Linked DNA regions of Zea mays: regions 1 and 2 are each linked to region 3. Evidence: chromatin contacts called from public Hi-C data. All regions are on one chromosome and are shown on one strand. The core of a region is the stretch at or near the end of the contact, and the rest is flanking DNA. Distances in the headings are between cores, read along the strand shown.

Region 1 (3,233 bases), core at 260-2,759, 610 kb after region 3:
AACATAAGTGCACACCCAAAAATTATTGTTTGCTTGTGATGATTGGTGCCAAGAATTGGAGCAAAAGGCATTTCAAACTTATTTGTTTGAAATGTGGTGTCAAAGGACACAGCATCACCAAAGCATTTGTAATCCATGATAGACTGACCATCTGCCCAAAAGAAATTTGCTATATGACCAGTTTCCTTGTCCACTTGAACTGCATAAAAAAATGTTGGGTCCTCGACTTGTTTATTTCTCAGATATTCAGATAATGTTTGTGCATCATTGGCTTCTAAGTACGGTGTGCGCTCGCGACCAATTTCATTATAGCAATCCATCTTAGTAAATGGTACTTTGTCTTCCCCTCCATAATGCTCCTTCATGAAACTGAAAACTTGGGATGGCTTCATTCCAGATCGTCGTGCCTGCCCAATTAATTTTCTATCTGCCTCTATAATCTCTCGTTGGGACCTCAACTTATGTGTCTTATTTGGACTGGCAAGATAATGGTTGTGATCTAGTATGACCTTTTGCACAGTCCATACATTCTCCTTGCTGATACTAAACTGGACATGAGCATCACAACCGGTCCTTGTAATGTCCTTTTGTGATGCCTCATTTTTCCGTTGTCCTTCGCCACTGCAAACAAAATATTTCTGACATAAACTATCATCTAATTTGCGGCGCGTTGTCCTGTACTTTCTAACACTGAACCCAACACATCCAGCATAGGTATTGTACATCTTATAAGCCTTTTCCTCACCATCAAAAGTCATTCCAACTTTAGGTGCCAGCAGTGCATATTTATCAACCACATTCTGCACAAATAATTATCAATTAAAGGTCTAACATAACAAAAAATATTAGATATAGTATGTGAAGTTTGTTACTTTTATTTTACCTCAGCTGGTACTTCAATCTCCACTGACCCAACATGCGGTATTTGTTGTTCCTCTTCTTCACGATCCCAAGAAGGAGCATTTAATCTAACATCAGGAAGTGATCGTGAGGTCTAATAATAAACCCTAAGACTTCAATGTATAATCGATCAACAGGACCTTGATCAGGGAGCAACAACATGGATCGATGACCAAGACATGAATGGTCACGATGAAGCGAGGAGCAGCCACAGAAGTTACCTGAGGATCGACGGTGACGGCGACAGAACAGCTGCCATGCCGCCTTTCCCGTCCGTGACGAAGCTGTCCAGGAAGCCCTATGGAGTCCGTCCAGGAGCCGATTCCGGGAACCGGACGGGAGCCGAGCCGTGCGCAGCAGAAGTGCATCGCGAGCGCGCGCGGTGCGATCGTCCGATCCCGGACGGACGTCGATGTGCGGGGGTGCGCACGCCGCTCTCTGTGCGCACCGCGCGCACAGGATTTTTTTCGGCCCAGGTTGGGTCGTGGCCTCGTGGGGAGGGGGAGTAGGCGACTAGTTCGACCACCGCGGTCCACGGCGACGAAGCGACCGACACGGCGGCTGCGCGGTGGGGTCCGGAGCGGTATCTCCCGTCAGCCTCGCGGCGGTCTGTTCTGCTCGCTACGTCGAGTTCGCTTCACGGCATCTGGTGGATGATTCGGTGGGGCCCGGCCACATATCGAGAGGAGAGAGAGGTGGGGGTAGCGTGTGGTGTGGGTGCGCGGGCAGGTTGCTTTACACTTCTGCGAATGAAAGAGGGGGGCAAAAGAGCCAAAGAGGGCAGGATACCCGTGTAGTGTTGCCCACAAACACAAAAAAAAAAACTCCACCGAAGCTTCATCTATCGGCAGCTGGAAACTGAAGCGGTGGCCCGCCATGTGCCCGGCGCGTCTCTGTCCGTTTTACCGGTTCGTCGGCGCGCCGCGAGAGGCGCGTGACCCACGTCACGCAGTGGGAGTGGAAACGGTACGCTACAGAGCAGAGACGACCTGGCTGGGTGCAAAATGGGTGGAGCTGCGAAGGCAATGTATGAACTTTGAATAACTGTTTTTTTTTCGCTACATAAATAATTATGCTATTTTACGGACAGAGAAAACTGGCTGATGGTATCTGGAATATGATATTCTAAGAAACTAGTTTCTAGTTTTTCTTAATACATAGTGACTACCCTAATAGAGTATTAAAAGTAATGCGACCATCTGTGCCAAGTAGTAGATCGGCATGGTGGAAACAAGTAAAATAATGGAACGCAAGCTAAGCTTAGAGTGGACACAAAGTCACTCCTATATATATATAATCATATCGTAGCATAGCTATACAATAGTAGCCGAGAGGTCGATGAACGATGATGCCGGCTTCTTTTGGGCATAGGAAACGTGCGGAGAACGGCTCATCATCCAAGGCCGGGCGCGCCGGGGCGGGTCGTCATCATCGGTTGTGTTTGATTCCCGGAGCACGCCAGAGCCGGGAGAAGCTTCGGGGGTAGACGTGCCATGCCCATGAGGACCTTTGGGAGTTTGGGCAATTGGGTCCTGCGACACTCCAGTCCAGCGTCGACAATTTGCTTTGCTGTACCGTTTGGACTCGGGCCTTGTACGAGTGCTTCGTGCGGATTCTCCGTTCCCGGTCCAACCGATCCATCGACCTGGGCACCTGTCGTTTCCGTTTTGGGTTCTGCGAGTGCGAGGACACCTCGACCGATCGGTTTGACGATTTCTGCTAGCGCCCAACAATTAAGTCGTGCTTTCTGGTCAGAGTCTCTAGGCTAGTTTTCCTGGCATGAGTTTCCAGATGCATGGTTTCTGATCTCTAGGCTCTCTGTGTATGTGTCGCGTGCAATTTTCAGATTTCAACATACATATCAGGCACATCAGATTTTATAATTAAGAACCTATACCCAGTGCTGTGAAAGGAGTACCTAAGAAATACACAATCAACAGTTTTAGGCCCAAGTTTACGCTTTTTGTTGATTGGCACATTCACTTTAGCCAAGCAACCCCAAGTGCGCAAATATGAGAGATTTAATCTTCTCTTTTCCCATTCCTCGAATGGTGTGATCTCTTTGTTCTTTGTTGGAACTCTGTTCAGGACATGACACGCTGTCAAAATCGCCTCACCCCACCATGCCTTGGATAATCCCGCTGTACTCAACATGACATTCACCAAATCTGTTAGAGTGCGGTTTTTCCTTTCAGCAATCCCATTGGATTGTGGTGAGAATGGTGGTGTCCTCTCATGAATAATACCATGTTCCACGCAGAACTCATTGAACACATTAGAGAAATATTCTCCACCTTGATCAGACCTTAACCGTTTTAATTTCCTCTCAAGTT
Region 2 (3,433 bases), core at 252-2,751, 560 kb after region 3:
GTGTTTCAGGACTCTCAAGCCGAAAGCGATACCGAAAAAGTGTAGTCTCCATGGAGAGAAACCACTTCCGCAATTCTTCCCTGTGTGTCGTATCAAATACAGCTTTCTGGTGAGTTGGTCAAAAGAACCACAAGTGAACAACCGTAGCTAATATATGTAGCGAATATAAACATATGAATATTAATCTTACGTTCTGCAGTAGACTAGACGGAGCACAAAGTGCGATATTATATCCTTGTTCAAATTCTCTGCTGGATCCTGGTGCCTCATGTGTGTCTTCCACAATTCACTGACCTGAAGTGCAGAACAGAACAAGACATTTCTATTTAAAACAAAAGTTAGAGCAATGCCAGAATGCGATAGAGTCCATAACTAGGGTTGCAAAACCTTCCATGTTTATCTTAATTCAGTATGATTCTGAGGAGAAAGCAACAATTCTAGCTACAAAAAATAGACTAACATCCAAAGGGGCCTAAGTTAGCCACTCTTAATATTCTCTAGCGAAATCAAAACCATACAAAGAGGTTGATCCTTCAAATACATACACAAGACTGAAACCACTGAAACATTCGCCTACTCCTGATGGCAAAACCCAAATTTTAGGCAGAAATATGCTCCAAATATAGTTCCCTCCTGCATCCCCCCAAGGCCCCAAGACCATGAACGGCAAAGGCGATAATCGCTCACCAGTTTCTCCATCTCCTCCGGCCTCTTCCCACGCGAGAGTCCATCCGAAATCCCCTTGAGAACTGCTCGTTACCAGCGCACGCAATGAAACGAGTTAGCAAGATCTGGGAAGTAACGGAAGGAAGCCACGCGGGATCGGGAAGCATTTCTCTCGCCAGGAAGAAGCCGCACCTCGGAGGCGGTCGATGGCGAAGAGCTCGAACTCCTCCAGCCGCACCTCGAGCTGCGGCGCCGCCTTGTAGGTCGGCAGGGCCCCCGCGCCGCCGCCGCCGCCGCCACTGGCTGCGGCGGCGACCTGCCTCTGGGAGCGCACGATCTCCATGCGGCGTTGGAGGCTGCGTGGTCAGCGGATCCTCGCCCGGCCGGTGTCCGGGTCTGTGGACTGTGGATCAGTGCCGCAGGCCGCTGGGGTTGGGGCGCTGGACGCGCAGGGGCGCAGGGGCGCAGGGGCGAGGGGGCGAGGCTGTGGGAGAATCGGAGAAGGACCGAGCACCGTGCGGGACTAGGCCTGGGCGAGGCCGATGCGCCGCCGGCCGCCGCTTCTGACCTTCCGCGCCTCCCGTTCTCCGTGCCCCCAGCCGATGCGCGAGCGAGAGACGAGAGACGGAGCGAGTACCGAGGGAGGTAGGGGAGTGACGAGCCTTGTTGGTGTCTGCCGGAGACTACAGCGCGCGCGGGCCGGTAGGCGGTTGTTGCGGGGATGAGAGTGTTGGGGAGGAAGGGGAAGGGCGGCCGGAGCGAAGACTGGGGCGGTGGGGCTTAGGGGCGCCTTGGCGGGAAAAGCACCTCGTTTTCCCGCCGCGATGCCGCTGGGCCGTAGGCTCTAGGCCTGCTATTGGGGCCGCGAGGATGAAAGTTACCCGTGGGGGCAGTCGTTTGGTGCTCAATTTTTTTATTTGACATGGGAGTTATTTTAGTTCATTGGCGGTGGAGTAAAACATGGTTTTACACTATAAAAATCACTATTTAGAGAGTGAATATTGAAATAGATGAGATATAGCCTACTATTAATGATTTAGAGCGCAGAATAGCATCCCCGTGGTCGTCATCCACACGTGTGATACCGGTACGCGGTACACCACTAGCGTCGGAGACTACATGGCTCGGTCGCGTGGCCGATGGACGGGAAACAATTTGTTGTGAGGAAGTGTGGTGTATGAGAGCGAGTGGTTGATCTAAGCATGAGTCATCTTACCTGACCGATTCAGTCCATACTGAAAAAATTGACTCGATCCAACTAATACAATAATTGGGTATGAACTATAGTTTTTCAATAATCGGGTATGAACTATAGTTTTTTTGCCAATAGCAATCGACAGACAAGTACAAGCCGTGAGACTTAAAAGACGACCCAACCCGATCCAGAGCAAAAAAAAATAACTCAAATGAAAGCTAAAAAAACTCGACTTAACAGGAAAAAACGGACTCAAACTGATCAATAGAGAGACACGGACCAACCTGACCTGTGTCCCTCTATGCACGGACGGGCGCGGGTCGTGCCAAACGGTCCATTGCCTAACCTTAATCCACCAAACTCAATCCGATCTAACATTTGAACAGGTCCAAAGCAGCAGCGAGAGCCAGGAAACTTAACCCATTTTGTCGGGGGGGGCTGCGTGGGTTTGAGCTTGGACTTAGGATTAGCTCACTATTAGGCATACTTGGGCGGTGACGAGGAGAGGTCTAGCTACCGTTAGTTTAGAAACTCAAGTAATTTAGATATCGGATATTTCCATCTCAATCTCACCTTTCCTTTGAGTTTTCAAACAAACCGAAAAGGTGGGATGGGGGATTTGTCCTAAACTGTTGCAGTTGCTTGATGACGCGCAGGACCCAAGAAACGTTAAGGCCGCCGGATGAGTAACCGAGAGAGTGGATGGCGCAGGCAGGCCTTGCCAGGTCGTCCAGGGCGAAAAACATTGCAGATGTTGTGTGCAAGTGACGTACGGGGGGTGTCAGGCGTCAGGTTGACTGGCACGTTCCACTCCCAGCTAGCTGGTCTCAGCCTGTCTACGCGACCTTTATTTTTATGTCCTCGTGCTGTTGTTACTATACTACACCATGCGACATGCGAGTCACGATCGACGTCGATTATCCTGTACGTACATGACATGCGTGCGTGAGTGAGCAATCCGTAGTTGGCGGCACCACACCCTGTCACGTGTCAGTGCCGCGTCAATGGGGCTATCTTATCCGCTTCGTCATCTCTTTGCGCCTACTCCCTGTCAAATCCAGGACCCTTCCATTGGGCGGAGAAAGTAATATAATTCCAGAACACAAACTAAACCATTGCTTTACTAACCGTCTGCACATGGAGCAGTTTACTAAATGGCATTTGATTATTAGAATCACATTCCTCCCCCACTTGGAAGATGGAAACATCCCCTAGTATTTTACCCAAAAACCGCGCAGCCGACGCTTTTTTTAACTGACTCCAGAGCTCGTCTGAGAACAGAAAGGCAGGGATTCTGAAAGAGACTCTCGCGTGTGGAGGTGCTGGCTGACTGTTGAGCTGTGCTGACAGAGCAAGTGCTTTCCCAGCTGCAAAACGCGGCTGGATTTTACCGACGGATGAACCAGGATCCCAAAAGCGAAACGCTAGCTGACCTGGACTGACAAGGACTCACCCCGCGACGAAGGACTGGGCTTTGAGAGCCAGCCCGCCAGCCGATCGGATCGGGTACCGAGTCGCCGAGCGAACTGTAGAATGACATGACACTACTAGCATGCATGGCTGCATCGTCTT
Region 3 (3,221 bases), core at 280-2,779:
AGCCGGCAAAAAAATATTTTTTTGGTCCTTTTAGTTTATAATATGCACATTGTTTTCTAAAATTATATATAAACATATATTTAGTACTATTATCTCTTTCAGTTATGTGAATTTTTTTAAACAATAGCCTAAAGAGTCTACTGTCTAGTTTGTCCGGGAGCCCTTAAAATCATAGATGCACACCAGGGAAGCCTAGAGCTACCACGAAGAAGTAATTAATGCAATATGTGTTTTTATTTTTTGCAATACATCCCATTATTTACCTATCCCATAACTTCATACTTTCAAACAGTCGCATGGAAATATAACCCGCATGTGAAATCTCCTCCACTCGGAGAGAGGGGATTAGAATGCGAAAGAAAAAAAGATCCTCTCCCTCGTTTTGCTTGCTGTCTCATGTTAACCACGTCAAGTTGCCAAACTAGCTCTACGGAGGAGAAATGACAGGGAGAAAAGAATTTTAAAATAGATAGAGACTTGGATCTGTAGAACATGTCGATTGCTTCTCCGAGGACCCTCCTTGGATTCTCTAAAAGGCGAAAACACCATTCAAAACACTTGGAAACGTAAACGCGGCGAACGAACACGTTAAATCGGTCACACACGAAAAAAAAACACAATAACCGCAACGGTTTTTGTAGCTTTCCAGATTTCTTTCGAAAAAAGGGAAGTAACGCGTGAAGTGACTACTTGGATGTTGTCTAACAGAGACGAAAAATGATGTATACGATGGTTGCCTGTGCTAGACAAAGTTCTGGTACGGCAACCAAATAGTCCCGAACACTCGAGTCGAGTGAGTGCGATATTGCTGGCTATCCAACAAGACCAACATGCTCGACATTTACACTCAAAGCACCTTAACCGGCAAACCATTTCTGTTTACCAATCTCCTCTTCATTCACACACCTCCCAACTTCCTTCTCATTCACACTTTTTCCCATATATACGCTGGATGCTCGAAATGTCGACGACGTGTACGTTGTAGATGTTGTGCTAAATGTTACCGATGCCATTTTTACACTGTGCTATAGTTAGAGCACACCCTCATCTAGCTACGTGGCCCCTTGAGCAATCAGACACTCACAATAATCCACGCGCTAAACACCTATTTACGAACAAGATTCTTCACGGAGCCACCCACCTCTCTCATTTCGCAACGAGCACCGCGTGTTTTAGCCCTCTTCCGAGAGCCCAAATATAGCTGCCGCGCTCAAAATTCATTCACCATGGAACCCATGCCGAACGCAGGAACAGCGAAGTACAAGAAGACCTCGCGGCTGGCAGGCATGGGCCAGATCGGAAACACACACACACTGCGCCAGATCGGAAAAAACAAGAAAACCGCTCCCCCATCTCCGGTTTTACACTAGAGGCGGCGGAAAATCCCCGTCCTGCCCCTCCACGAAACCCACGACACCCGACGACAGCGGCCTCCGCCCGCAGGCCGCAGCCCGTCCGGCCCCACACAGGCCGCCCCCACCTCCTCCCCGCCACGCCTACAAGAACCACCCCCCGCTTTTCCATCTCCAGTTCTCCACCCGCTTCTTTTCCCTCGCTCGCTCGTCCGTCGCCCGCCTGCCTGCCTGCCAGTGCGCGCCCTCTCCCTCCCTCCCTCCCTCATGGCGGACTGCTTCCCGCCCGAGTCGGACGACTTCCACCGCCGCTGGCTGCCGCGGGAGATCCTCGCCGACATTGGCATCGCCGACCCCGAGGCCGTCGGCGCCGAGACCCCGCCCGAGGCCGCCGCCGCCGCCGCCGTGGAGGAGCTCGCGGCTCAGCTCGCCGGCATCCTCGGCGGCGGCGCCAAGGCGTGGCCGCTCGGCCCGCCGCCGACGCCGCCTACGCCCGCGGCTCCGCCCGCCGCCGCGGCGGCCGTTGCCCCGTGCTACGGCGCGAAGGTGAGTGAGTGGTTGTGCTCTAGCTTGTGTTCTCCGCGCGTTTTCTCGGCCTGGGCCGCCTGGCCCTGACACGGACATCTGGTCGCAGGTCTGCGGGCTGCAAGGTAGCGTCGTCGTGTCCTGCGGCGAGACCAATGGCGGCGGCGCCGTGTCTTGGCCGTTCGTGCCGTACCCGCCGCAGCTCCACTGGCAGGTGAGGAAACAACACCAGCCAGGATCCCGCTCGCCGCCGCCACTCCCCCCCTTTGTTGCCTCTTTCTCTGTTTTCGTGCTGGGTGGAGCGCCGTGTTTGGCAGAATGCTCGGCGGTGTTTTTTTGTTTCGTTTTTTTTCCGTTTCTGTTTTGTTTTGGAACCACGCCGCCGCCGCCGCCGCCGCTGATTGTCTGCAAAATGACAGCTGGTGGTAACTATCTCTCGCAATAAAGCGAACCTGTTTCCCCTTTGGAAAGTAATGATCCTTATCATTGGCTTAATAATCATGAACACGCCATACATAGGGTTGGAGTTCATTTTTTGTGCTGAGTGTTGGTGTTCGTGTTAGGCATTTGTGTTGGATGGCTGATGATGCTTACCCCTGCTGCTGCCCTTCCTCGTCGTCGTCGTCGCAGGTCGGGAGCGGCCTGGTGAACCACGGCGGCGTGCTGGACTACCCGGTGCTGCCCCCTGCTGCTCTACCCTGCCACGTCCCGCCGCCCGCCAACCTGCGCGGCGGCACCGGCGTGTTCCTGCCGCGCATCGAGGCGTACCGCTACGCGGCCGCTCCCCCGGCCACCGCCAAAGGTAACGCGAGCACTCGCATTCCCTTTGCCAATCCATGTTTTCCATCGCTCTGTGCCGCGTGGAAGGGATGGACGGACGGATGTCTCCGGTAGACGTCTTGGTTCTTGCAAATGCTCGATCATACTTGGCGACTTGCGGTGCTGTGCTGCGCCGAGATTTTGCGTGCGTTCTTGAGCGGTGTGAGGCGTTAATGGCGGCAGCAGCCAGACACGCACCGGGTTTTCTTGTACCAGTACGTACCCGTACGTGATGTTACTGATGGTGCTTTTGGCCGTAGTCTGCTGTGTCTGTCTTGGCTGCAGCCAGGGAGAGAAAGTTGTTTAGCACCTGATCATGCCGTGGGGCCCCCCCTGTACTTTCTGATGGCAATGCCAGTAGTGGGTCTGGACTCTGGCGGGCCCGGGTGCGTGGCATGCATGGCGTGGCTGTAGCTATGGCCCGCGGGCGAGGGTATTAGCAGGAAATAATCTCATTTCTAAAAAAAACGAAAAAGAAACTGCTTTGCCGTGTTGCAATGGCGATTGGCGATGATAGTTGATAGA

What was found. Hi-C and Micro-C count contacts between places; a contact is called where the count stands out from the background.
Region 1: a contact with region 3 is called in a Hi-C map of endosperm, with 3 times the contacts expected there. The contact joins the promoter of LOC103640777 here to the promoter of LOC100278089 in region 3. A contact is called at or near these places in 2 of 25 Hi-C or Micro-C datasets (ear and endosperm).
Region 2: a Hi-C map of endosperm shows a contact between it and region 3, with 3 times the contacts expected there. The contact joins the promoter of LOC100384853 here to the promoter of LOC100278089 in region 3. A contact is called at or near these places in 2 of 25 Hi-C or Micro-C datasets (bundle sheath and endosperm).

What each region holds. Positions count from the first base shown.
Region 1 is chr10:6,195,538-6,198,770 of Zm-B73-REFERENCE-NAM-5.0, reverse strand. It overlaps LOC103640777 (protein FAR1-RELATED SEQUENCE 5-like), which reads right to left and starts at 1,509. Exons shown (of 5, transcript XM_008664261.4): 1 at 1,122-1,509; 2 at 884-968; 3 at 1-800. The coding sequence starts at 1,159.
Region 2 is chr10:6,252,699-6,256,131 of Zm-B73-REFERENCE-NAM-5.0, reverse strand. LOC100384853 reads right to left here and starts at 1,501. Exons shown (of 20, transcript NM_001362566.1): 1 at 859-1,501; 2 at 688-749; 3 at 191-294; 4 at 1-80. The coding sequence starts at 1,009.
Region 3 is chr10:6,809,251-6,812,471 of Zm-B73-REFERENCE-NAM-5.0, reverse strand. LOC100278089 reads left to right here and starts at 1,529. Exons shown (of 4, transcript NM_001151481.2): 1 at 1,529-1,898; 2 at 1,987-2,091; 3 at 2,508-2,679. The coding sequence starts at 1,620.